Regions from separate parts of the Mus musculus genome. Here regions 1, 2, 3, 5, 6 and 7 are each linked to region 4. A link is a contact called in public HiChIP or PLAC-seq and promoter capture Hi-C data. All regions are on one chromosome and are shown on one strand. Each heading gives the region's core, a stretch centred on a gene start, on an enhancer-like site or on the middle of the called end of the contact. The rest is flanking DNA. Distances are from core to core; before and after follow the strand shown.

Region 1 (3,647 bases), core at 387-2,886, 300 kb before region 4:
ACAATTCATAACTGTAGCAAAATTACAGTTATGAAGTAGCAACAAAATAATTTTATAGTTTAGGGTCACCACAACAGGAGGAACTGTGTTAGAGTTGCAGCACTGGGAAGGTTAAAAACCACTGCAGTAGAATCATTTTGTTTGGTATCTAGTAATTTAGTGTCTAGAACTATGAAGATGGTGGATACATTTTATCCATAGACTGAACCCTTGTAAGAGCCTAATACAAGGAATGCTTACAGTTTCCAACTCTTGGAACAGTTGCTGCAGTTGAAGGAATTGGGCAAAGTCAATTTTTTGATAGTTGATTCCAAGCCTTTAGGCTTATTATTGACACGCCCCAAGTTGCTCCTCTACAACAAACCTCGAAAATATTGCTCTTCTATTTTGAAAGGACTATTTGCCTGTAGCTTTGTAATATGGTGTCTTCCCCTTCTACCTTCTTGGTAGAATGGAAATGTTGACCCTTCTATTTGATAAGCTCTCTCATACTTCTCGACCATCGTTCATTCTGAGGATGATGTGTAAATAGAGCATTACCGTAGTACTCTAACTCAATGCATGAAGCTGGATACTTTATAAAGAGATAGGTTCCTTTGTCTTAACAGTTTTAGAGTTACAAAAAAATATTGCCAAATGGCATGGTGCTAATTCTGGTGAGGATCCCCTGATGACCTCACAACGTGTTAGAAGACATCAGGGCCAGAGAATATGCAAGAAGATATTGTGTGCTAAGACATGAATGCAGAGAGTGATTCCAGAACCAGGATCGCTCACTCATACCTGGCTCTTACCAGAACTAACTAGGAATTACCATACAAAAATATCTTTAAATTCTCTTTAAAGGAAAGGCTTCTCAGTGATCTAAACAAATTTACCTGAGCCCAGCCCTTTAAAGGTCCTGCCCCCTCTCAGCTTTGTCAAATGGGGGACTAGACAGGCACCTTTGCAGACATACCATATCCAAACTACAGCACATGGTCTCAGTCCTTTCCAGCAATAACATGGAAGTCTTATGGTTGGGTCTGGTGACAACCATACACCGCCCACAGAACAAGGCAAGCTATGAATAGGAAGGACCTGTGTAAGCAGGCAGACTTGTCTCCATCCAGAGTCAGTCAGTCTCTCTTTGCCCTCAGGTTCAGGCGTGGAGCCTTCCTGGAAGCAGATAGGACACAGAAGCTCCAAGCCCCCTTCCTCTGTTGAATCCAGTTCCTTAGCACACTCATGCTCTCCTCATCCTTCCTTCACCCAGAGCATCCTCAGACATCTAGGCTTCCTCACTTGAAGCTGGAACTGCCAACTGTGGCAGTGGAACTCCAGGCCTAATGACAGGCGAGAATTATGCTGTAATGGGAAAGTTGAGTAGGGGGCAGGTAAATAAATTAACAGCATGTTTCCCAAAGTCTCATTCCCTTTTTGAGATTTAAAAACAAACAAACAAACAAACAAACAAACTCCGAGCAAGGTGTTCAGTTTTACAAAGTATTAAGAAATGGCGGCTTGTATGTGACCTTTCTAAAAACCACGAGAATCATGGGACTACTTCCTGCCAACCAACAGCCTCTCCTGCCTTACTGCTCAGCTATGCTGTCTCCTTGGAAACAGAATCTCTACTAGAATAAAAGCCACTCTCGGGCATTCTAGTGTCATGCTTTTTCTCCTCAAGTGGAGAAAGACAAAAGGAAAGGGTGATGTCAGAGCACTGCTGGTGTCCAGAGAATTCTGGGGATCCCTCAGCAGGAATGCTGGCTTTGCTATGCTGCCACCTGGCACAAGAGTGGCCACCTGTGCTAGTATGCTTTCCTTCACTGTGATAAAACACAACCAAACCAACACGGAGGAAAAAAGGGTTTGTTTGGCTTATATGTTCATCACAGTGAACATATAAGAGAAGTCAGGGCAAAAGAACTCAAGCAAGAACCTGGAGGCGGGAACTGAAGGAGAGACCATGGAGAAAGCCTGCTTACTGCCTTGCTCCCAGACTCACTTTCTGCTGGGAGTTGGGGGGGACAGTTCTGATGAGAGGGAGGGGGGCTCTTCTTTCTTATCGGCTCTTCTTGAGGCAGCCGAGGGGGAAGAGCATAGGCAGAGGGTAAGACTTTGCCTTACGAGAAATTTAGGGTTGCTGTATAATAAAAAGATAACTTATCTAAGTCTAAGTTACTATGTTATTGCAGCTGACCTGCTTTCTGCATTCCTCTGAGGCCAGAGTCTGCAATCTCAAGCACTTAGCACCACATCCTAAAACAGCAGGAGATTAAGTAAAGGATTAATTGCTAGAGCCTTTTCCCTATTGCCCAGATGCCTCTTGCTTGTCAGGCTAGGGGGAAGTTTGGAGCAATAAACTTCTATTGAACCAGAAGTAGAGAATACCATTCACAAAAGGGAAAACTTTTACATAAGCGAATATGCATGATCTCACATAAGTTCATATACAGATTCATACATGCTCGTTTATTCATTTATACATTTCTATTCAAACCCAGTTGGGTCCAGCTTGCCTGCATTCTCACAATTACATACTTACACACACACACACACACACACACACACACGCATACATTCTCACAATTACATATGTACATACACATCCATACTCACCTATGCATATGGAGCAAAAGACCAAGCACCGGTGCAGAAAGAACTCACTCATTCTGGATAATAAATGAGTTCAATCTTTATTACATAGAGAAAGAAAAGACTTCTACACTTTTAATGCTAAATGAATTAAACCCATGTTTGTAAGAAAAAGGCATTTTCTTTAAAAAATAAGACTAAGCCTGCCTTGTCCTTACCATGGGATCTGCTCTTTCCCAGGGTAAGGAGAAGCCTGCCGCTCCTTCTGCTCTCTGCAGCATCTTCTTTCTTCCTCTTTCCCTCTGCATTCTGCACAGTGCTCTCTTAGTATTTTATGTTACCTATAGTTTCTAAGTTATTCCACTCTGCATTCTCCTTCTAATCTAAAAAGTGTTCTATCTAAAAACTTCTCCTCAGCTCAGTTCCTCTCTCAGCTCAGTTCTTCTCACCTCCATTCCTCTCACCCCAGTCCCTCAGTTCTGACTCTTCTCTTTGTCCTCCGCTCTTAAACGTCATGTAGAATACATGACCACATGTTAAAAAGTTCATCAAAAGTTCACACATAAATAGAAATAGAAGTTTACGACAGAGAATGTTTACATGCATATTCATTAGGAGTAATTATCTAGCTAAACATCCATCACCTGTCTCAGCTCCACAGGGTCACTGAAGGGTTAAAACCATAACTAAGTTATTAGTGAAGTTTTGTATAGATAAACCCAGCCAATATTTTATCTTCTGTCCTAGCACCTATAACAAATTGTTAATTCCTTTTTTATGATCTTTGGTTAATTGTTTTATAAACTCTTGGAATGTGCTCTGAGTAGGAGAAAGTCTGGTTACTATCTAAGAGCAATTAACTGGTGACACTTTGGGACACTGGCAGAGTTCTCATGGGAGTTTTGACTATAAGAAAAGGACCTAATAGCAGTCCCAATAAAATGAGTTTAATAATCACTGATATAGGAATCCTTATAGGATCATCATAAAGATTTAAGTCATCTATTTATCTATATAGCATCACTATAAGACAGTGGATCTGCAAAGATCTGCTCCAAAGGGGTGTG
Region 2 (3,383 bases), core at 757-3,256, 390 kb before region 4:
TGACTCTAAGTCCATCTGTAGTTCTCAGCTTGCCATATAGAAATTTAATTCTGTGCATGTGGTCATGAAATCCTCATGCAGATGGTTGCTTAGGGTCCATTTTTTAAAAAAATTATATTTGTCTTCATATATGTCTGGACACCATATGTGTGCAGTGCTCACAGAGGCCAGAAGAGGGCGTCAGATTCCCTGGGACTGGAGTCTCAGAGAGGTGTGAGCTGCCACGTGGGTGCTTGGAATTGGATATGCTCCCCCACCCTTGAAGAGCTACCACTTCTCTTAACTACTGAGCCACCCAAACCCAGAATCCATATTTTAGGGTCCCCCATTGCCCAGAGTTCCTTTCTAAATCATTTCTCCAGTTCCATCAATGTCAATCACTTAGTTGCCAGGCCAACTCGGGCAAAGCTCCCCAGCTGTTCTGTAGAATTCCAACTCACAATTTCTTCTTCCTGTCCCTCCCCATTCCTCCCTCGTTCTCTGCTGCCTTCTGCTTCCATTCCAAGATGGAACTGGCGAGGGATGCTAACAAGAATGCCCTCTGGTCCATCCTGAGAACACCCTGCCTAACGTGCATTTTCCTTTGCTCTAGCGTCTCTCAAGTCTAATATTCCCTTGATAGCCAGGCACTCTACACCCTTTCTAATCTAAAGATCCTTCTCTCTGTTGACCACCTTCCTGTTCCTTCTACACTTCCTAAGATCCGGGAAAGGTTGTTGATGCCCCAGCATACTTTCCACTTTGTATAGTTTCTTATGCCCCCCTAAACAGTTCCTGCTCTGGAGTGACTGCTCTCTGCTCCTCAGTCCTGAAGCCTACAGCTTCTCCTCCGCCTACTTTGTCCTGAACCACACAGAAGCACATGACCCCGATACAATTTCCTGTCCTCTTGCTGTGGCTTTTGGAGTAAGTCCTCCAGTTTTTCCTTCTGCTCTTCGGATCTTCTACTTCATCTGTGTCCTTGGCTGACTTTCTCCCTGGTTTGCGCTCTCATTTTGGCTACTTTCAGCTCTTTAGCCGTGACTAGCAAGGTGATTGCACTGAGAGCACTGTGTCCCAACCCCAATTCTTCTGCTTTTACGTTCAGATCTTTACAAATGGTGGCCCTTGAAGAGTCTCTTAGGCTCCTTTCCTTCCTTACCTCCACTTCCATCTCTCTTTGTGAAAACGAAATGGTGTGAAATATACATAGTATGCAATGCGCTGTTTTAGCCGTTTTACAGTATACAGTTTGGTGACTTTAAGTTCATTCACCCCCTTTGCCGCCATCATTCCTGCCCCCACTCTGACTCCCAAGAATCTGACTGACTCAATATAGGCTAGGCGAGCACTCGACAACTGAGCTGGATTCCTAGCCTCCATCACCCATCTCTCCGTTTGCTGCCTTTTTAATACATAGCTATATGGGAAAGGACTATTTCTTGTTAGCATGTTTTTTTCTTGGGGCCTGTGCTGTCATCACTTCCCGGTCATCAGAGGAGCTTAGTTTAGTGCCTGACCTGAAGCTTGTGGGCTTCCCTCATATTACAGGGGCTCCCATCACCACTTGGCTTTTACGTGGGTGCTGGGAATATAAACTTCAATCCTTATCCTTAATTGCTTTACCCACTGAGTTATCTCCCCATGCTCCTAGCCACAATCATTTTTAAGGATGTCTCTGCCAGGTCATTTGCAATCCTTCTCTTTTTTTCAGATAAGAAAACTGGGGCTCAGAGTGATTTAGTTGTCCAGGAAGACACCCAGGGCTTCAAACTCTGAGCTGTTTCTGTTGGTGTGTCACCAGAAGGGTGACCTATCTGGTGATACGCCCCTGCCCTTGAGGGTACTACTATCTAAAGCACGTGGACAAGACAGCATTTATCTGTTGGAAATGTCCCCAGGTGGAGCCCAAGCATCTGGAGCCAGTTAGAAGGAGCTGGGGATAGTGGGTGGCCGTAGCCGGCCTGTAAGGACACGTGCTGGGGCTTGCGTTCTGCCAAAGGCCCCTTCTGCTGGCATCTTTGCTCAGAGCAGAGGCGCCGCCTGGTCTTGTCTAGACCCAGAGCGTAGCGCGCGCGGCCACCAAGGCGCACCAGCTGTGCGCCCCCCAACCCCCAGCTCACTAATCACAAGCGCCCCAGGTGCCCCACTCGCGAGCGACGGCGGCAGCCACGGGTCCCCCACACCCCAGGGGCGGAGCGAGGCGCGGAGACGTCAGGGCGGGGACCTAGTGCTGCGGAGCGCGCTCTCCCGGAGGCTCCCGGCGGCCCACGTTCCCGGCTGGCGCGGCCGGTGGTGGCGGTGGCGGTTGAGACTGGGATCTTGCAGTTCGCGGCGGCGCTGGGGCGCAGCCAGGCGGCCGCGCCGGTGGAGACGGAGGCTGAGCTCTGAGCCAGCCGTGCGCGCAGCTTTGCCCGCCCCCCCCCCCAGGAGCAGACCCCACGCGCCCTTAGGCTGTCCCCGGGGTCGAGTTGAGCTCCCCACGGGTGCCCTTTTATCTCCTTGGGTGACTACAGCGTGTGTTTTGTTTTTCTTCCTTTTTCCCCTGCCCGTGTGCCCTTCTCCAGGATGGCAGAGGCGGAATTGCACAAGGAGAGGCTGCAAGCCATAGCAGTAAGTCCACTTTTCATTTCATTTTCTTGCTCTATTGTCTGGGGTGGACGGGGACCTGTAGGCTCAGGGCCAGGGACATGCCAGCCTGGTAGCCTCCGGCCCTGTGCTGGGGTGAAAGTCTGTCCAGGCTTAGCGACGCTGCCTTTTGCCTTTTATATGTCTGTAGACTAAACCCCTGGGGGCACACTTGGGACTAGGAAGATTTGAACATGGAAAATTGGCTTAGGAATAAGATGCTTGCTGCCGCGCGCTTTAGGGATAGACTAAACGGTGGTGTGTGTGTGTGTGTGTGTGTGTGTGTGTGTGTGTTGCGGGAACTCCTGGAATATTATTACCCAGTACCCTTAAGCATGTTGCCTTCCAACTCCAGAGAAGGGAGAGAGTGGTGGCCCATGGTGGCTATCTTCCTCTTCCTAGCCAGCTATCCAGCCAGCAGCCACCTGAGTGGTAGAACGTCCCCCAGAATCCAGGAGTGCCCGTTTTCTTCCTCTGTTTGACATTAACAAGGGCTCTGGCACAGGCCACCACCCTAGAAAGGGAAGAGGCGTCTTACAGCTGGGGATTGGAAGTAATATTTCAGGAGAGTCTCTTTCTTATGGGTGTGGATTATCTGAAAACCATTGGCTCGGCATACAAAAGAGCATCCGGCTTTGGCAAAGTTCTGCACTTACAGAGTACTGTACCATGTGCATCTTGGGTTGGGACAAGCGCTGTCTGACACTGCCTCAGTCGGAGAGGCCTTGCTGGTTCTGCCAGTGTTCCACAGATGTGGTTTTCACTGGAGCCACCAC
Region 3 (3,225 bases), core at 294-2,793, 450 kb after region 4:
CCACACACACAAAGGTTAAAGAGTAATTCTACCGTGGCCTGGTTGGTAACTGTTCGTTTAGTGCTCCCAACACCATGCATTGAATCTCAGGGTAGTTCTCACGGCTCTGTCAGAAAAAGACTGGTCAGCTTGAGGAACCGGCCTCTCAGGCCTCTCAGATATCCTTCTTTGCCTTAAGTGGCTGAAGTCATCTAAGGAAAGGAATGAGCTCACATGTACCGCTCACGGACTGAGGCGCTCCAAGCTCCCCACTGCTGCTGCCCACATTCAGCAAGGCACCACCCCTGCCCATCAACCAAGAAGCTGCCTCTCTGATTTCCCAATGCCGTTGCTTCTTTGCCAAGATAATCTTTCCCAGACAAGGATATTCAGGAGAAATAGAAGTCTCCAGAAATGCGGAGGGGTGGGCATGTGGTGGGGAATCACACAGAAAAGGCCCTGGCAGCCACTCCGTTAGATGATTCGACGCTTGGCTGGAGACCAGCGGCTGAGAAGCATATGAGAAGCTCATCAGCTTGGGAGTTGAGCAGTTGCCCACAACAGCTCAAAAGTCGACATATGTGGAAGAAGGCGCCTTGAAAGAATAAAGCGATTAATCTTCCAACTAGTTAACCAGCAAGTTCTCTCTCCAAAGTCGCCAGCACTGCAAAACTTTTCCCACTTGGAGAAAAGGGGAGAAATCTACTAGTCAGAGCTCAGTGTGTGTGTGTGTGTGTGTGTGTGTGTGTGTGTGTGTGTGTGTGTGTGTGTGTGTAGAGGTATAAGGGTGCATATGAATGTATCTACAGGTAGGGGCCAGACACAATCTCACACAGGCCTGAAATGCTCTAGTCCAGTAAGCTGGTTGGCTAACAAGCTTCAGGGATCCACCTGTCTTTGCTTGCTTTTAAATCCACCTGGGATTTAAAAATGTGCAAACACACCCAGCTTTTTAAGCGCAGGTTCTGGGTATCAAACTGGTATCTTTACATTTGTCAGGCAAGCACTCAGCTAACTGAGCTATCCCCTAAGCCCAGAGATACATTCTGACTGACCTTGGTCTTCGACCTTCAGTGACCGACAGCATGCTGACAAACAGCAAATGGCATGGTTATCGATGTGTTATCTGTAATAAGAAGTGACCATAGGGAAAGGGATTTTCTGATTGAAAACAAAAACATCCACCTCACAAAATACCCCTTTCCCTGCCTACAGCCAAAGACAATTTCTTCTAGAACAGCTTCCACAGTGTGTTATGTAACTTCCCTCACACTCCCACCCCTAAAATGACAGAAGTGGCAGAAACCCAACCTTTCTATCTTTCATAGAGAGAAAAAAAATCCCGGGCTAAATGCCAGGAAAGTGGAACATGGCGATGCCACCATTATGCAAACAAAAGACATCTTATTTTGTTTCGTACTGAAGACTAAACTCACCCTCTTACAGACCCACACAAGAGCTAACCCATGGCCTCATAATAACAGCAGATAATGAACAATAAAGCTGTGTGGTTGGATATGACAGACAGACTGGGAGATGCCCAGGATGACTAAGCTTATTAAATGCAAGAACCATACTTCATTCCATAGTTTGGGTTGACTCACTCTTCTATAAACCCCTAAGCTGAGTCACTGTAGCTGGAAGCCAAGAAGCTGAAGTGAGAGAGCCAACTAGACTGTGTCTTCACTGTCCTGTGGCTGAGGATGGCACTGCCAAATCTGAACGAACCAGCCCTCCCCCTCTTCCAAGCAGACACCACACCGAAGCCAGTTTGCACTGTCTATTGTCATACCTACCCCAACACAGGAGACAGGAAATGATATGAAGAATCTATTATATATATTATGTGTAATATATATATACATATATAGTATATAAACACATACACATATGTGTTTGAAAAGCCATTTACCTTCATATCAAAGCAGTTTCAGACACCTCATTTTGTGATAAAAATGTCAGGTATGGCCCATTTGCCGAGACAATAGAAACAAAGCAAGGAAGGAGGGAGAAGAGGAAGGAGGGAGGAAGGGAGGGAGGGGAATGTAAATACTGGGCAAAACCTGAGGGCACGCCAAAGCAAAAACTCAAGGATTCAGAACAGCGAGTAGCTAAGTAGGTAGCAAAAGTGCTCACACAACAGGGTCTATGAGGATGGAGCTCAGGAGTTCAAGGCAATAGAATTGGGAAGAACAGGTGCCAAATACAGGAAGCCATGTGTCATTTTAATCCAAGAACCGACTCCAAATCGACAGCAAAAAAAGAACCATATGCAAGTACAGATAAAAGAGTTATACACAGGAGAAAGGAACTCAAGAACTGGGCAGCAGACACTCTGCCCTTAGGCTGCCTCAGTATCTCCTTTACCATCATAGTAAAAATCTCATCTGTTCATTACGTTAATTCAAGTTACTTCCTGTTCCTTGCACCACAGAGTGTTTGCTAGCATGTCATACATATGTATATCATACAGATGTTGAAGCTTGTCGCCAGCTGTTCCTCAGGATGAGTATAGCCTCACTTAGACAGAAGTAGGAAACATTCTTCTCTACTTTTAGAGTATCAACTCTAGATATTTCCATTTCTTTGAATCGTTACAAGCTCTCTGATATATCCCAATGGTGTTATATTGAAATGAAACTTTCATGCGATTCACATACACACACTTACACACACACACACACACACACACTAAAGAAAACAAACAAACAAAAGGGATAAATAACAGGAAGAGACTTAGACACAATGAACAGAGGCTCCTACTGATAAATTTGGGTTAGCTCCATTGGGAAAATGGTGAGATCATTTGTGGCTGAGTATGGAATAAAAGATCACAGTGAGCATTTGAAGCCTTGAAGGAATGAACAACGATGTGTGAGTGTGTGCTGTGTTATAGTCAAAGAGGAATGGAGCCCGGTGGATACCTGGGCCTCCTTGAGATTTCTTCCACATAGGGATTTCCTCTTTTCAAGACCCCACTGGTCAACACTGTTTATGCATCAGAAGGAGGCCTGGCCACTGCACTATATAAAATGTAGCTTCACTCAGCAAAATGGGTGTGGCTACAATGGGGGAAATGCACATTTAATACATCTAATTATTAATTTTTATGAGTTCAATTTATACTCAACCAAAACATATTTAGAAGAAAGCAAAAGTATTCATATCCTAGAAAAGGCCATCGGTTTCTAGAAAGACGTTGAATGAATTCATTGGAAAGGGGGCACTTACCCAAACACATATTAA
Region 4 (3,565 bases), core at 900-3,399:
CTTGCAAAACAAGTTTTCTTCTGCCGATCTGTATTGGCTTGAAGAGTATTCAAAATTATCTACTAAGAAGCACATCACAATTTTTAGCTCTAGAAACCAATAACCACAATTGGCAAGTGTCGCCAGTACTGACACCAATAACCTGGAGACAAAACAACACACCCGGAGTAGACCGGAGCAGATGCTATCATCTCTTTTCTCAAACATACCCAATTCAGGGGCTGGCAAGATGGCTCAGCACATTAAAGTGCCTGCCACCAAGACCAACGAACTGAGTTCAATACCCACGACCCACAAGGTAGAAGTGAGCCAACTCTCTCAAGTTGTCCTCTGACCACTGCCAATGGATGCCCCACCCCTATATGTGAATATAAACCGAAACAGAAAGCCCCAACAACAAAACCATATTCAGCAAATAACAAAGTGTTCTTTGCTTTTTTTTTGAGACAGCCCAGCCTCCTGAGCGCTGGGGATTAGAGGCATGAGCCAACGCCTTGGTCTAACACGTGGTCTGTGAAGCACTGAGCAAAGTGTGTGTGTAGTTCAAGGAATAATTTTATTCTTAAAGATAAACACGGCAAATCAACTGTTGATTTCTGAGCCATTATATCATAGCCTATTATTCCACTCCTGTGTGGAGATTGACCCCAGGGGCCTTTAACTACCCACACAGTCGTCAGAAATAAGGCTACATTTTACATAGTTTAATTAATCAACTTAAGCCCATCACATGAAATTTATGTGTATTCAGTTTAACTTCTGATTCTGGGCGACTCCGATCAGAGCCTTGGTAGCAGGCTTTTGGGGCCCAAGCTTTTTCCGAGTAACTGGTTTCCTGGCACCAATGTACACCGCTCCTATTGGAATGGCAAAGGTTCCATAAGTAGGTCAGTTTAAACAGATAAGGATCCAACTGGGTGCTGGGACTAATATGGCTGGTAGTGGGTGAGCCAACTTTTGTACTGAGACCCAACCAGGTGCTCAAAACTGGAGGGCGCGGACCTGTCTTCCACGGATTTCCTAGTTTAAGGGTGAGCCAGTCTTTCACACATCAATTTCCACCCCCAACCTCCTTTCACTTTTCATTTTATAAATATTCCCCGAATAGTTACAGTGTAACAGGCTCTGGGTTTCCCAATCTGGAGGATATTTTGGTTCTCAGTAACTTTCGAATATGGTAACAGTTTTTCCCTTGGGTATTATTTTTCTTTTCCCAAAGGGCAGGACTTTGTACTTGACTACTCCCTGGGGGAGAGCCCTGGTTCCAGCAAAGCCCACTTATGGAGGGTCAATCACTGAAACCTTAAGGTTGCGAGGCCCCGGGGCCAGACTTTGGGGACTGAGTCATTCCAAAGCCAGAGCTGCCGGAAACACGCCCTGCGACGCAGGAGGAGGAGTCTCTCGGGCGCGGCCTGGACCTTTCTCCTTAGTAGTCACCTGGGGTACCGATCCGAGGGTACTTAACTGGGACCCGAGACCCACCCTCATGCACCGACCTGGCCTGTGTCCTCTAGGCGGCAGGTCACTGATGGAGGGAAACTAAGGCCGAGCCCAGCAGTACAACACACCCGCGCGGCGTGTGGCACCGCGTACTCGAGAAGTGGCGGCTCTCCATCTTTTCCTAGAGATCCTAAATCCTGATTCAGTTGGGGCACGGGAAGGGGGGAGTGTCACAGGAGGACCCCGGTCCATCTCTTCACCTCCGCCAGATTTGGGCTGGCGGTAGGGAGTGCAGCTCCGGGGACTCAGGTGCTGCCCACGAGTGCATCTCCCGTACCCGGCGTTCCAGGGTCCCCTCGTCCCCTCCCCCAGGGCATGCTCCACCGCCGAGGGCGCACACAGGCCCTGGGCCGCTAAGCCCGCGGGGACACCGAGAGTGTCCTCTTCAGCACCGCGGGATGTGCGCGGCGCCCGGGCATGCGTACCTTGCTCTCGATCAGCTTCACCATTTTGGCTGTTGCGGGGAGGGAGCCACACGCGTCTCAGCAGAACCAGATGGAAATGGATCCAAGGCGCCCAACGGAGCTTGCAACCGAGTGCGGCGCCCGCCTTCTCTTTATAGAAATAGGGCGGAGCGCAGCAGGGCGGGGCGGACGGGCACGCGCGGCGGGGACGCGCTTCCCGCCTCCCGCGTCCGCCAAGGCGCCTGGGCAGGCCGCGCCTAGACCACGCCCCCAAGAGGTGGGGCGGTTTTCCAGGGGGCGGAGCCAGAGTCGGCTACTAGTGCAGCCTGGGGACTGTCCTAGCGCTGGCCTCACTCCTGGCTTCCCCGCCCCACTCTAAGCTGCCGAACAAGAACCTTAGTTTATAAGGGGCGGAGCTAGCACAGGCTCCTGGAGCAGCTTCGGGTTTTTCCAGGCTCCAGACGCCGCGCGGCAGCTACCCCTAAGAGCCAACTTCCAGCTGCCTCAAGGGCACTTTAACAGCGAACAGCGCCGGGGTAGATCACGGTCCTCTCTCACACCGTAGAGTCCTTCTGTAATCACACTGCCCATGCCCCAAACTAGACCTAAGTCAGATACTTCCAGATTGGGGCTGGGGACAGTCCCTAGGACTGCCCAGGCAGAGGTGTATCCTTAGACTAGGGCGGCCATGCTGCAGTTCGACTCAAAGTGCTGAGTAACGATGACCAGGAAGTGTCTCAGTGCGCGTCCTCGCCAACTTTCTGGGTAGTTCTTTGCCGCTTCTTTCTCCTCTCTCTCTCCTATTCCTTAACTTTAACAGGTGAACCTGCTACTGGGAGAGGCACAGAGCCGTTTAGAGCCCTGTTCTGTGCCCCATGCACATGTAGGCATGATAGAGATCGGATAGTCTAGCTCCCAGCATTGTCTTGAAGGATTTAAGGGCTTGAAAACTGACTGAGGACAGCGTTTGGCCCATAAGGAAGCACTCAATGAATTATTCTAATTATAGTCATCGCGAGCGCTAATTAAGCTTGCGTGGTGCCTTGTGGGGCCTTGCTGAGTTTGGCTGCCTTGTATTTACAATGACAGTATAGGCTTTGAGGAGATTTTTCCGCCTTGGGAGAGGACGCCAGGAAGAGTCTTCTTCAATGATAACTGAGGTGATGTTCAGGAGGACAGGGCATGGTGGAAGAAGCTAAGATTCTTAAGGTGGCTTTGTGCAGCCCCAAGAGTGCCGCTGTATGTTCTGGTGAAGCAGCTGAGGTGGAGACTGGACAGAGCCAGCATCCTGGGAGGAACTCACCAAGCCTGCATTTGGAGAGCCGATCTAGATAAATCTACATCGAGGTGAAGCACGGGAGGCTAATGAAACTGTGTCTCAGCCACCCTACCCCTACCCACTGGCTTCCCTTGTTCAAAACATTTAAAATACCAGAACCAGTTGTGCGATGTTTTTGAAGGGCTGAGGAATTCAAGTAATGAGTGAGGATGTAGACAAGAGGGAGTGTTCTGAACATAGCCCTAGACTGCGGGTGGATGCTGCCCCAAAGGCAGTAGCCTTCCCTTTAGGACAGCTGAGGCAGAGAGGAACCCCAGGCAGATGAGCAGAATCTATTAATTCTCTTTGCAGCTGTCGGGTCTTTTCAGTCCAGCTACATTCC
Region 5 (3,680 bases), core at 401-2,900, 280 kb after region 4:
TGGCTACTTCTTACAAGAGGGAACAAAATACTGGAGCAAATATGGAGATAAAGTGTGGAGTAGAGACTGAAGGAAAAGCCATCCAGAGACTGCCCCACCTGGGGATCCATTCCATATACAGACACCAAACCCAGACACTATTTTTGTTTGTTTGTTTGTTTGTTTGTTTGTTTGTTTGTTTGTTTTTTTGAGATAGGGTTCCTCTGTATAGACCTGGCTGTCCTGAAACTCACTTTGTAGACCAGGCTGGCCTCAAACTCAGAAATCCACCTGCCTCTGCCTCCGATTGCTGGGATTAAAGGTGTGTGCCACCATGTCCGGCCTAAACTCAGACACTATTGTAGATGCCAAGAAGTGCATGCTGACACCTAATGTAGCTGTCTCCTGAGAGGCTTTGCCAGAGCCTGACAAATACAGAGGCAGTTGCTTGCAGCTAACCACTGGACTGAGCACTGGTCCCTAATGGAGTAGTTAGAGAAAGGACTGAAAGAGCTGAAGGGATTTGCAACCCCATAAGAAGAATAACAATATCAACCAACCAGACACCCTTCCTCCCTGAGCTCCCAGGAACTAAACCACCAACCAACCAAAGAGTACACATGGAGGGACCCATGGCTCCAGTTGCATGTGTAGCCTTGTGAGACATCAATACCTTTGGTCCTGGGAAGGCTTGATGCCCAGTGTAGGTGAATGCCACCGTGGGGAGGCTGGAGTGGGTGGGTGGGTTGGGGGAGTACCCTCATAGAAGCAGGGGGAGGAAGGATGGGATAGGGGGAAACCAGGAAAGAGGATATCATTTGAAATGTAAATAAATAAAATATCCAATAAAAAAGGAAGAAGAACAAGAAGAAGAAGAAGAAGGAGAAGGAGAAGGAGAAGGAGAAGGAGAAGGAGAAGGAGAAGGAGAAGGAGAAGGAGAAGGAGAAGGAGAAGAAGAAGAAGAAGAAGAAGAAGAAGAAGAAGAAGAAGAAGAAGAAGAAGAAGAAGAAGAAGAAGAAGAAGAAGAGAAGAAGAAAATGATCAACCTGGGAACAAAAAGTATGCTATCACTACAGACCCCATAAAGCATGGAAACTAAAACAAAAATACACACTACCATCAGCCCACACATATATATTTAATAATTTAGATAAGATGGGGCAATTCTTTGAAATCAACAGGTTACAAGAAGTCACCCTAAATTAAAATGAGGGTATTTATTTTGGGAGACTCTCCAGGCCTTAGAACCATTGACTGCTCCCATCAGAGCTTAATTCTGAATCTTGGCTGGTCTGATCTTTCCCCCATAATCCACTACTTCCATGTCTCTTCTTTCCCAGACTGTATTCATTATGAGTGAGAACTACTTCAGGAGCCCTGAACAGCTTAGCTCTCTTCAGAAGCAAAATTTGCAAGATGATTTGATTAGCCTTCCCATCCAAGAGTCTTCCCTCATTGTCCTCCCCCGAACCTCTCTACATCTAACATAGGAGTCCTCCCCTTATTGTCCTCCCTTAAACCTTTCTGCATCTAATATCATCACAGCTGCACTGCAGGCTTTGGTCTATCTCTGCAGATCTGTGAAATTCATCTCTTGTCTGACCTAGAGCTGAAGGACTCCGGGGTTGGCTTTTCGGTGGTGCAATCATTTTCAGAGCACAGCATTCCCCTTCTTTAGGTCTTGCAACACTGTTCCCCAGCTCAACCAATTACCAAGAGCACGTGGCTTGTCTCATGAGCTTTATTTCCTGCTATACAAGAACCACCAGAGTTCTCAGAAGAGCCGAGGTTCTGCCCAAATAACTGTGGCAATGTTAGGACACAAACGGAACATCTGTTCTCACTCTCTCCTCGAATCCAAGGAAGAATCGTATGCTTTCTGACTTGTAGACTCCAGTTTCTGGATATACATCTCAGATCCCTCTTCCCTTTTCAGCTTTTGTTAAGTTAGTGTATTATGGGGAAGTTTACAGTGAACTCAAAGCTCTCTCATCTCTACCTAAAGTTTCTAAATTGTTTTTTTATTGTTTGTTTTTAAGACAAGTTTCTTTTCATTTTAAAGGGGTCTTTCCAAATTGATTCCTGTGAAGAAAGGTATACACTTGCAGGCAGCATTTTGTTAGTAGTGTGGAAGACTTGAGGAAAGTGGCATTCTTAGTCATATTTTGAGAAAGCAATGGAGTGTACAATAGAGTCACTGACTAAGCCAACAAGTTAGAATGCTTGAACCTCCCAGGGGCCATCCCCATATTTAATATGGATTTTTTTAAACCACTGGAGCTGGGCCTCATTTCTCTCCCACACTCCTTGAAAATTCTGACCCTCATCCAAGACCGTCACTACAATTTAATACCAGAAAGACATGGTCTGTGTGCTATCTTCTACACTGATTTCCTAATTTTAGTTATATGGTGTTGTGTGGGGAGATATGGATAGACCACCAAAGCTCCACTTCGTAAACCAGGGAATTCTTTGGGGATGTTTGTAGTATGGGGATGGGTTTATACAGGGGCAGAAATTCAATGAAAACTGCATCACCAACAGCCAATGCCAGCCGGGGTGATGCCTCACGAAAGTCAGAGATCTGGAGCTCACCACACACCCGAGGGAGCTCAGAGACTGGTGAGTGACTTTTCCAGGCAGCTCTGCTGGTCTGGTGAGCTTTGGAGACTCCCCATTCATCACCCTAGGGATGATTATGTGGCTTTTGTTCTTAACTTTGTTTATACGGCGCCTTACCTTTATTGATTTTTACATTGGTTAAACCGATCTTGTGAATCCAGAGTGAAGCACACTTAGTCATCATGTCTGTCTTCTGAATGTGTCCCTGAAGTTAGTTCGCAAGTGTTTGTGTTTGTGACTGCGTTTCAGCAAAGAAGCTGGTCTGTAGTTTCTTTTTGTTGTGACTTCAACAGGTTTGGGTAGCAGGATAATGCTGACATCATAGAATAAATTTGGAAATATTCCTTTGCCTCCTATATTTTGGAACAAGAAGCATTATTATGGGATCTTCCTCAAAAGTTTTATGAAACTCAGGAGATAAATGTATTCTGTCCTGGTTTTGTTTGTTTGTTTGTTGTTTTGTTTTGTTTTGTTTTTATGGGAGGCTGAATTTCAATCTCATTGCTTGTGATGGGTCAATTTGATTTCTTTATAGCTCCTGGCTTTAATTTCCATAGATGATATGCACTTAGCAACCTATCCATTTCTTCTAGGTTTTCCAGCTTTTTGGAATAAATTTTCAAGTATTCTCTAATGATGGTCTGGATTTCATTGGAGTCTATGGAAATGAGTGTTTGGCTCTTTTTAATTCACAGTCTCGCTTCCTGGGTTGTCCATGCCTGTTTTCTTGGGCCATTCTCATGGGGTCTCTGTGTATTTCCAACCCTGGTAAGTTTGATGGGGTGGGCTAGAACTGATTAGTTTAATCTAGGGCCAAAGTTCACACAGTACCTGTCCCCTTGGGCTCTGCTTGTGTCTGCCTCCTTTGTGATAGGCCTGTGTTCACGTCCTTTGGGTTATACCTTCTTCACTAACCTTGCCTCTGCCTCTTTGGACCTGTGTATGCCTTCCTCCTTTGGGTCCTAGCCTGTGTTTCTAATGATTTGCATGAATCAGTCTAACCCGAGGACTGATTTTCCTCATGCTGCCTCAGGTTATTCAGTCCTTTTCTAGGGGACAGAGAGGGGTTATATCACTCA
Region 6 (3,230 bases), core at 51-2,550, 310 kb after region 4:
CCTTGGTCCTCACTTCAGGCTCCCTAAGAAGGTTCTGACGCCTGCTGCACTACATACGCAGAGAGACAGAGAGTGGTACCCACAGGTCATGCTGCATATTTCAGAGACATTTACTTACGCCACCTGAGAAATGGAATTTAGGCACGTGCACAGCTGTGCTCTAAATCCCCATGGGGCACAGCTGGCTTAGGTCTACAGGCCTCCTGACAGCTCTCTTGGCTGTTCCCATGCAGCTAGCTAATAGCGACCAGGACAGGTGCAGGACTCCAGCCTTTCAAAGTTTCACTTCTTTTATCAGCAGCGCTGATTTTGTAAAGTATGAAGGTTACCAACCCATTCCTACCCAAATTTCCTGGTAACCCAGTAGGGTGTCCTAGGGACCCAGGTGTTCCTAATAAAACTTTGACACATCTGGATAGGACCGAGCCCTCAGGCTGTACTAGACCCTGCCAATCAAGCACACAGGCACCCTACAGGACCTGCCAGGAAGACTGGGGGCTATGAGTGCTTTGGGTTTAACTTCCTTGTCAAGATGAAACTAAAGAACATTGGAAATAAGGCATTCCTCTAGTCACTAGTAGTTGGTCAGTGCCAGGCTCCTTGTCACAGAAGTAGCTCTTCATTGTGCTTCATATCCCAAAGTGCAACAACCCGAAGAAACCTCATTTCCATAGTGAGGGTCAGTATTTGCTGCTTTCTGAGCTCTGAGAAAGAGATTTCCTGTCACTCTATAGTTTTCCTACCCTCTGTTCTTCCTGTTAAAACAGTCTTTCTCCATTTTCTTTTTTAAAAAGTTACTTTAAATAAGCTTTTTGTGCACTGTAGTGAGTAGCCAGTTATAAGCCCTGTAACAAATATTTATCCTTAAATTCTGTTAGAAACCAGGGCTATCTCATTCCTGATGTTTATGTCTGAGCTTTATTTGCACACAAATCCTGGTTATTCTCTCACCCTGCTATCATGAGAGAAACACTGTAATCCTATTGAAGTGTTTGGGACTGGAGTGTCTGTTTATGTGTCTCTGGTACATACATGAGATATCACATATCCTGCTTATTATTTTGCCCAAGTTCTGTTTTGCAAGTTACCATAGACATCAGTTTTTAATCCAGTAAGAACAGTGTGATATGCAAAAGTGTGTTATCATACAATGCCAAGTTCAACTGTCAAGTTTCAAACAAATGTTTACATCAATCTTCTGCGGCAAACCTTCATTACTTGATGTGTGGGGGAGTTAAACGTCCATCTGGGTATGAGTTAGAAGTCTACTTACTGCCTGTGAGTCAGGCATGGACTAGGCTGTGGATTGTGCCATCAGCTGGCCTGCTGCATGACACAGAATTGTCTCCACCAGCCACAAATTACATCTGTCTATGCCTCTATTTGTTAGACAATCTGGCACCAGGGACAGCTGAGAAGAAAGATTTTAAAACAGCTCATTTGATTGATGTGTTTAAAGCTATCTCTAAATCCAAATAAAAAGCTAGGTGCTATCAAGAACACATAAATCAAACATGACCCTCTTTGAGCCCTGACAGGGTCTGGCTAAGGCCACGTGACACCCACGTGTGCAAGCTACAATTGACTTACATTCAATGTTAGACCAACCAACCAACCCACCCACCCCATATTAAGGACTCAGAGGCCTTGGCTTGTACTGCACCATAAAATAGGTCACATTTTAAAGTTGGCTCAGCTGTGAGATGTAGTGCAAGGCCCAGCATGTAAGCCATGATGAGACCAAACTCAATGGTGGAGCTTAAGATTTCTGTGAAGTCTCAGTTAAAAATGCAAAACATGGTTGATGCCCAGGAGGCTGTTGGGAGATCACCTGGGACCAATGAGTGGGCACAATACATGGTGTTATAAAATAATGATACTTGGTAGCTAAATGCCAATCACTTGAACTTCACATTGGGAGAACCCAGTGCTGGGCCGTGAGGAGTTATGGTAACAACTTTTTATGCCTATGAAAACTCTGTTTGTGGGACAGTACAAAGTACAGCATCAGGTAGAGCTCAAATCAAAACAACCCCCCCAAAACGCCCCTTTTGTTGCCTGTCATTCTCACTGTCAACAACCAACACCAGCTCTATCTAATGTATGCTATGAGGAATTTTCTAGAAGAGTGTGAAGCTCTAGAAATCAACCACAAGCCTAAATACGTAAACTAGAAATCTGAGTGAAAAACAAGGTCATGGCTGGGAGGCACTTTTTCAAGTTCAGCCCAGGAGCTGCTGGACCCTGTGACTTCCTGTCACCATGGCTGATCCTTCAGACTCTGCTGCTGCTGCCATGCGCCATGATGAATGAACCCTAAAGCAACATTTTGCTTTGTTTTTGCATGAAGAATCTCATTGGCTCATCCTGGTCATGTGATCATGCGATATGCTTTAGTTACATGGAAAGTAGAATCTGGAAGCTGCAGCATCATTAATGATAGACAGGGTCTTGATGCCATAGCAGGTCCTGAAAGTGGAAGGGTGAAGGGCCTGGAGACTTAGGAGCAAAACTACATGTCTGTGCACACACACACACACACACACACACACACACAACACACTATAGCAGTGGTGAATTTCTGCATTAGAAACTTTAGATTTTTGTTTACTTATTTACACATAATTAAAAACTTGCTTCTATCTTTTCTAATTTGTTGTTGTTGTTGTTGTTGGAGATTGAACCCAGAAGTTTATACATATTAGGCAGGTGTTCCACTCCTGAGATGATATCATGAGGTCTGAGAATAACCCATGAGGCATGCAAAGTGATTCTGTCTGTTCCTTTTAATTTTTTTCCTTTGCACCCTTCGGCATATAGCTTTCACTTGGCAGCCACAAAAAGGCACAAAATGAAAGAAAAATCATGCAAGAATAGCTCTCATATCCCTGCATCCTATGGAATCCACTTCCTGGGATTCTTCCCCAAATACTCCTTTTCCTGACCTCCTATGTGCCTAGTTGACTTCTCAGCTCAAACGCCAATCTGTGTGAGCATCCTCAGACTCCCATGTGTTCTCAGCACACCTCTCTGACACTGTCCTCTCTCCCCTCTTCCCTCCTTACAACCTGCCTATTACTTCCCAGACAAGGTCTCATGGACCTCAGGATTGCCTCAAACGTATTAGGAAGCCAAGGATGCCTTTGAACTTCTGATCCTCCTGTTTCCACCTCCTGTTGCTAGGATTGCGCATGTGCCCCACTGTGCCCTGTTTCTGTAAAGCTGAATAA
Region 7 (3,509 bases), core at 409-2,908, 320 kb before region 4:
GTGGCTGAATGTTGCTTTCTGCATGTTCAGGTAATAATGTGGCCATGCTCAAGGACCTGCCCAGAGTTGCTGCTTCCCTGTCTGACTATTCCTGGGCTTTTAAAAAAGGAAAACCTCCCACTGGCCTCAAGTTGCCATGATCTTGCGTGTGCAGAATCGCTTTTCTCAGGGGCTGCTTGGGAGGGGTCTGCTGATGGGCCGATGGGGTACTGCTGTGTGTGCATTATTGGGATTCTTTGAAGCAGAGTGGACCTTTTTACTCTTCCACGTTCTCTGGAAAAGCGGGTTGTGTTAAATGAATCCTCCAAGCGAGGATGGTGAGCAAGCTGGCTCCTGATTTCAAAGAGCAGCCTGACCTATATCTGCCCGGTGTGCTTGTGAGTTCCCCAAGCACAGTAACCAGAGACAAGTGTTCTAGAGGAAGACGAACAGCGCGGTGTCAGCTGGCCATTTCTGTCTGTCTCTCCACTCCATCTCCAGACCTGACTTTGGAGCAGCCTGAGCTGTATTCAAATGCTGACACCGTCTTCTGACAACATTGCCCAGGCAGGACTGGGGCTAAAATTAGGATTATCTTTCTATAGAGGTGGGGTTTACAAATGATAACAGGCTTGCATAAGGCCAGACCAGTCTGGAGAGAGCAGGGTCTCTGGCCCAGCGTGTGGGCAATTCACCCCCTGTGATAGAAAGACATATATTAAGAACTCAGTTACTTATGGGTTAAAAGGAGAACTTTCTGGTAAGAGTGGGGGCTTTGGCCAATAGCCTCTCCCCTCCCTGGCCTCAATGTAGTGCGCTGCCTTTGTGGTCTTTGCATTCAAAACCACAGAGTGAACATTTCAGAGACCATGTTCATTTTGTGTCTGTCATCATTCTGAGTGCCAGCTAAGATGCCAAGGACTCATTGCTGCTGACCAGCATGGCTGTACATATTCTGTACATGCTCCATCTGTCCATTCATTATCTTCCCATCCATCCATCCATCCATCCATCCATCCATCCATCCATCCATCCATTCAGTTTAAAGAAACAATGGGAAATTTGACTTCATTTTATGTGAGGAAACGCTCAGGAAACACAACAGACTTGTCAACCTGAGCATCGGGCAGTATCTAAGACTGGCTATCAAAGGTACACACAACACTTACACCATGGCAACCTTGCAACTCAGGGATGGGCAGGGCTGAAGGTGATGTTAGTTTAGTAAACAGAGTACAATGCATTGATTGTCTTTTCCTCTCTCAGGGGGAGGGATGGAGTAGACAGAATAAGCACGGATGGCTAGCCTTGAAAACTAAAAAGGAAAGACCCAAAGCTCCAAACATGGCAGTGCGCGTAAGGTACCACCCAGGGGAGTACCCATTTCTAAACACTGGGGAACTGGGAATTTTGATAAGAAGAGGCTTTACTGTGCCCACTTAAAGCAGCTGTGGTTCCATGTCTCTTTGTTCTGAGTCCAGCCTTCCTAAGTAGCTGTCTGGTCTCCATAGAAGGAAGCGGGTGCCTGACTGGGGAATGAGATTACTGCAGTCGCCAGAAGGGAGTGAGTTTCACTTTAAAGGAGCTGACTGTTGACTCAGCTGAGTAGTGAGTGAGTCGTCTTTCCTACCGTCAGTCAGGTTCCAGGTTGGTGGTCACCCCCTCAGCTGAGGAAAATGCACTTAGGTTGAATTCCTTCCTGCTTGAGCTTCTCAGAGGAGAGTTGCTAGCTTCCTCCCACATCACAGGAGCCTCCACATCCTCCGATCACTAAAGCCCACAGTTTCCTTTTAGGTACCTAGCACGTGCCTGTGACTTTAAATATAAGCTCTCAATAACCATCACAAGATAGATTCCTCTCCCCGTCTCACAGTCTGGAAACAAACTCACAATGGCAAGTAGCTGGCTCAGGGGTATACTGTCTGCTAAGTGGGAGAGCCTGATGAGCCCCAGGGCTGTCTGTTTCCATGGGCAAGGATCTTCCCGGGAAACCGTTCCTCTTTAAATGGGTGGTCTTTTTTTTTTAGGTGATTTGTCTAGACAGGTGCCAATTGCTATCACTACTGTATCTCTTACTCTCAGTACATTTTCATCAGCTACAGAAGATGTAGACTATTTAGAGTCATGTCAAAGTGATGATTCTAAGTTCTCTAAAGTAAAAAATATTAGGAAAGATGTCGGTCATTGACATTTGTTTCACTAATTTATAATCTTAGACACTTTTGGGGAAAGCAAATATTCTCTGTTCTAAGACAAATAGAAGAACATTAAAGCTGAATTTCATTATCTATTAAGATGCAATTTTAATGTCCTTTGTATACTTCTCATATCTGTATTCACATATACCCACATATCCAATGGCTTAACGGATGCTTGTTGTCATGCACTGAGATATGAATTATTTAGACAGAGCCACTGGTCTCCTGTCAAAACCAATAAATAGAAAGCAAAGCAGTGGTTTGGGCACTGGGATGCTTGTTGAATATTCTTGCTCACTGAGATGTTTAGGAGTACACAGTCACAGCATAACTTTACGTGGCAACTGTGAACAAATTCTTTAGTGAGACAAATGATCAGTGTACGGCATATTCAGATGTTATGTATGCCCTGTGATAGGAAACCATGAGATGCCGTGTTTTATGAGACGCTCATCTTTACTTAATAACTGATGTTTTTAAGTAAGATTTTCTAGGAAATACCTAGAAATCAGCCCAGTAAGTAATTTTGATAGCTATATTAATTTTGCTTGTTAGGAAATGAAGAATTGTATCATTTCAAAAACAAAGAATAAGAACATCATCAAAAAGGAAGCCATCAATTGAACACTCACCATCCAGATATCTTCCCCCACAGGAGTATATGCTTTATATAACCTCCACTCACCATCCAGATATCTTCCCCCACAGGAGTATATGCTTTATATAACCTCCATAATCTCTGTCACAGGCCTCATGAGCCCCTGGGTAAAATTAGCTTATACTGACATCTGTATCTAAATTATCTCTTTTTAAAAAATATATATGGGCTCTTTTGAATTAATAAGCCAAATTTTTAATATTTATGAAATCTTATCTGACATTAAGTTACTTATAAGCATACTTGGAAAGATTTCCATCTCAAATGCTTGCCCGTAAGTTTGATCATATACTTCAGTAGTTTTAATTCATCTAGAATTTATTTTCCAATAAGGTATGAGGTGAGAATAAAGCTTTATGTTTTTACTCACAGCGAGCCTTCAGCTTGATTTATTAATTCTTCCTTTCCCTCGCTGACTTAAATGTCATCTTTATCACACTCATATTTCATTCTTATGCCCAGGTCCACACCTTGTGATTCCTTTCATTCCATTTATCTGCTCACTCCTGAGCAGGTACCATTCATGTCTAATCCCTGTCTGTTAATATGCTGGAACCTCCTATGAGACAAGAGCTGTCATTATTCTTTAGAAAAAAATGGTTTTTGGTTTTTTTAAACTATGGAAACAATGATTTATTTTTATTGTCTATATAATATGACTTGTGATAATATGA

What was found. Promoter capture Hi-C pulls out the DNA fragments that hold promoters and counts their contacts. HiChIP or PLAC-seq counts read pairs in DNA pulled down with a chosen protein or histone mark. Capture Hi-C pulls out chosen DNA fragments and counts their contacts.
Region 1: an H3K4me3 HiChIP or PLAC-seq map of stem cell-derived neural progenitor cells shows a contact between it and region 4, with 19 read pairs. The contact joins the enhancer-like site here to the promoter of Txn1 in region 4. A contact is called at or near these places in 7 of 39 promoter capture datasets (the C10 cell line, HPC-7-derived erythroid cells, embryonic stem cells and 3 more), 1 of 15 datasets of contacts at CTCF or cohesin (the NIH/3T3 cell line) and 14 of 115 datasets of contacts at active chromatin or transcription factors (astrocytes, bone marrow-derived dendritic cells, bone marrow-derived macrophages and 9 more).
Region 2: a contact with region 4 is called in a promoter capture Hi-C map of adipose tissue. The contact joins the promoter of Pakap here to the promoter of Txn1 in region 4. A contact is called at or near these places in 2 of 115 datasets of contacts at active chromatin or transcription factors (embryonic stem cells and epiblast stem cells) and 1 of 9 other capture datasets (adipose tissue).
Region 3: a contact with region 4 is called in a promoter capture Hi-C map of hippocampal neurons, with 2.0 times the contacts expected there. The contact joins the enhancer-like site here to the promoter of Txn1 in region 4. A contact is called at or near these places in 4 of 39 promoter capture datasets (the 3T3-L1 cell line, the HPC-7 cell line and hippocampal neurons), 2 of 484 Hi-C or Micro-C datasets (adipose-derived mesenchymal stem cells and tail fibroblasts) and 4 of 115 datasets of contacts at active chromatin or transcription factors (bone marrow-derived dendritic cells, bone marrow-derived macrophages, embryonic stem cells and 1 more).
Region 5: a contact with region 4 is called in an H3K4me3 HiChIP or PLAC-seq map of bone marrow-derived macrophages, with 4 times the contacts expected there. The contact joins the enhancer-like site here to the promoter of Txn1 in region 4. A contact is called at or near these places in 10 of 39 promoter capture datasets (the 3T3-L1 cell line, 3T3-L1-derived adipocytes, the HPC-7 cell line and 6 more), 2 of 15 datasets of contacts at CTCF or cohesin (the NIH/3T3 cell line and large pre-B cells), 4 of 484 Hi-C or Micro-C datasets (cerebellar granule neurons, myeloid progenitors, nephron progenitors and 1 more), 20 of 115 datasets of contacts at active chromatin or transcription factors (the NIH/3T3 cell line, the SCID.adh cell line, T-cell acute lymphoblastic leukemia and 14 more) and 3 of 9 other capture datasets (adipose tissue, embryonic stem cells and pancreatic islet).
Region 6: a contact with region 4 is called in a CTCF HiChIP or PLAC-seq map of the NIH/3T3 cell line, with 5 read pairs. The contact joins the enhancer-like site here to the promoter of Txn1 in region 4. A contact is called at or near these places in 6 of 39 promoter capture datasets (the 3T3-L1 cell line, 3T3-L1-derived adipocytes, the HPC-7 cell line and 3 more), 2 of 15 datasets of contacts at CTCF or cohesin (the NIH/3T3 cell line and large pre-B cells), 3 of 484 Hi-C or Micro-C datasets (cerebellar granule neurons, nephron progenitors and uterus) and 14 of 115 datasets of contacts at active chromatin or transcription factors (the NIH/3T3 cell line, the SCID.adh cell line, bone marrow-derived macrophages and 9 more).
Region 7: a contact with region 4 is called in an H3K27ac HiChIP or PLAC-seq map of epiblast stem cells. The contact joins the enhancer-like site here to the promoter of Txn1 in region 4. A contact is called at or near these places in 1 of 39 promoter capture datasets (the C10 cell line), 1 of 15 datasets of contacts at CTCF or cohesin (the NIH/3T3 cell line), 9 of 115 datasets of contacts at active chromatin or transcription factors (bone marrow-derived macrophages, craniofacial prominence, embryonic stem cells and 4 more) and 1 of 9 other capture datasets (liver).

The regions. Positions count from the first base shown.
Region 1 is chr4:57,659,000-57,662,646 of GRCm38.p6, forward strand. The region is part of intron 4 of Pakap (paralemmin A kinase anchor protein); the gene reads left to right. Among named protein-coding and RNA genes, the nearest start is that of Gm52699, 39 kb to the left of the region's middle. Within about 2 kb of position 1,637, at least 35 of the 459 cell types and tissues checked have an H3K27ac peak or open chromatin away from gene starts, as enhancers often do. A contact at or near this core is called in astrocytes, neural stem cells and stem cell-derived neural progenitor cells, where this site is marked.
Region 2 is chr4:57,565,824-57,569,206 of GRCm38.p6, forward strand. Pakap (paralemmin A kinase anchor protein) reads left to right here and starts at 2,007. Exons shown (of 11, transcript NM_001384150.1): 1 at 2,007-2,120; 2 at 2,547-2,592. The coding sequence starts at 2,548.
Region 3 is chr4:58,400,773-58,403,997 of GRCm38.p6, forward strand. No RefSeq gene overlaps it. Among named protein-coding and RNA genes, the nearest start is that of Mir3095, 39 kb to the right of the region's middle. Within about 2 kb of position 1,544, at least 100 of the 459 cell types and tissues checked have an H3K27ac peak or open chromatin away from gene starts, as enhancers often do. A contact at or near this core is called in adipose-derived mesenchymal stem cells, bone marrow-derived macrophages and hippocampal neurons, where this site is marked.
Region 4 is chr4:57,954,262-57,957,826 of GRCm38.p6, forward strand. Txn1 (thioredoxin 1) reads right to left here and starts at 2,150. Exons shown (of 5, transcript NM_011660.3): 1 at 1,926-2,150. The coding sequence starts at 1,949. Gm35344 (a long non-coding RNA gene) reads left to right here and starts at 2,182. Exons shown (of 3, transcript XR_881303.3): 1 at 2,182-3,251.
Region 5 is chr4:58,238,946-58,242,625 of GRCm38.p6, forward strand. No RefSeq gene overlaps it. Among named protein-coding and RNA genes, the nearest start is that of Svep1, 34 kb to the left of the region's middle. Within about 2 kb of position 1,651, at least 18 of the 459 cell types and tissues checked have an H3K27ac peak or open chromatin away from gene starts, as enhancers often do. A contact at or near this core is called in 3T3-L1-derived adipocytes, adipose tissue and bone marrow-derived macrophages, where this site is marked.
Region 6 is chr4:58,267,786-58,271,015 of GRCm38.p6, forward strand. It overlaps the pseudogene Gm30907. Among named protein-coding and RNA genes, the nearest start is that of Musk, 17 kb to the right of the region's middle. Within about 2 kb of position 1,301, at least 18 of the 459 cell types and tissues checked have an H3K27ac peak or open chromatin away from gene starts, as enhancers often do. A contact at or near this core is called in the NIH/3T3 cell line, where this site is marked.
Region 7 is chr4:57,638,768-57,642,276 of GRCm38.p6, forward strand. The region is part of intron 3 of Pakap (paralemmin A kinase anchor protein); the gene reads left to right. Among named protein-coding and RNA genes, the nearest start is that of Gm52699, 18 kb to the left of the region's middle. Within about 2 kb of position 1,659, at least 47 of the 459 cell types and tissues checked have an H3K27ac peak or open chromatin away from gene starts, as enhancers often do. A contact at or near this core is called in epiblast stem cells, where this site is marked.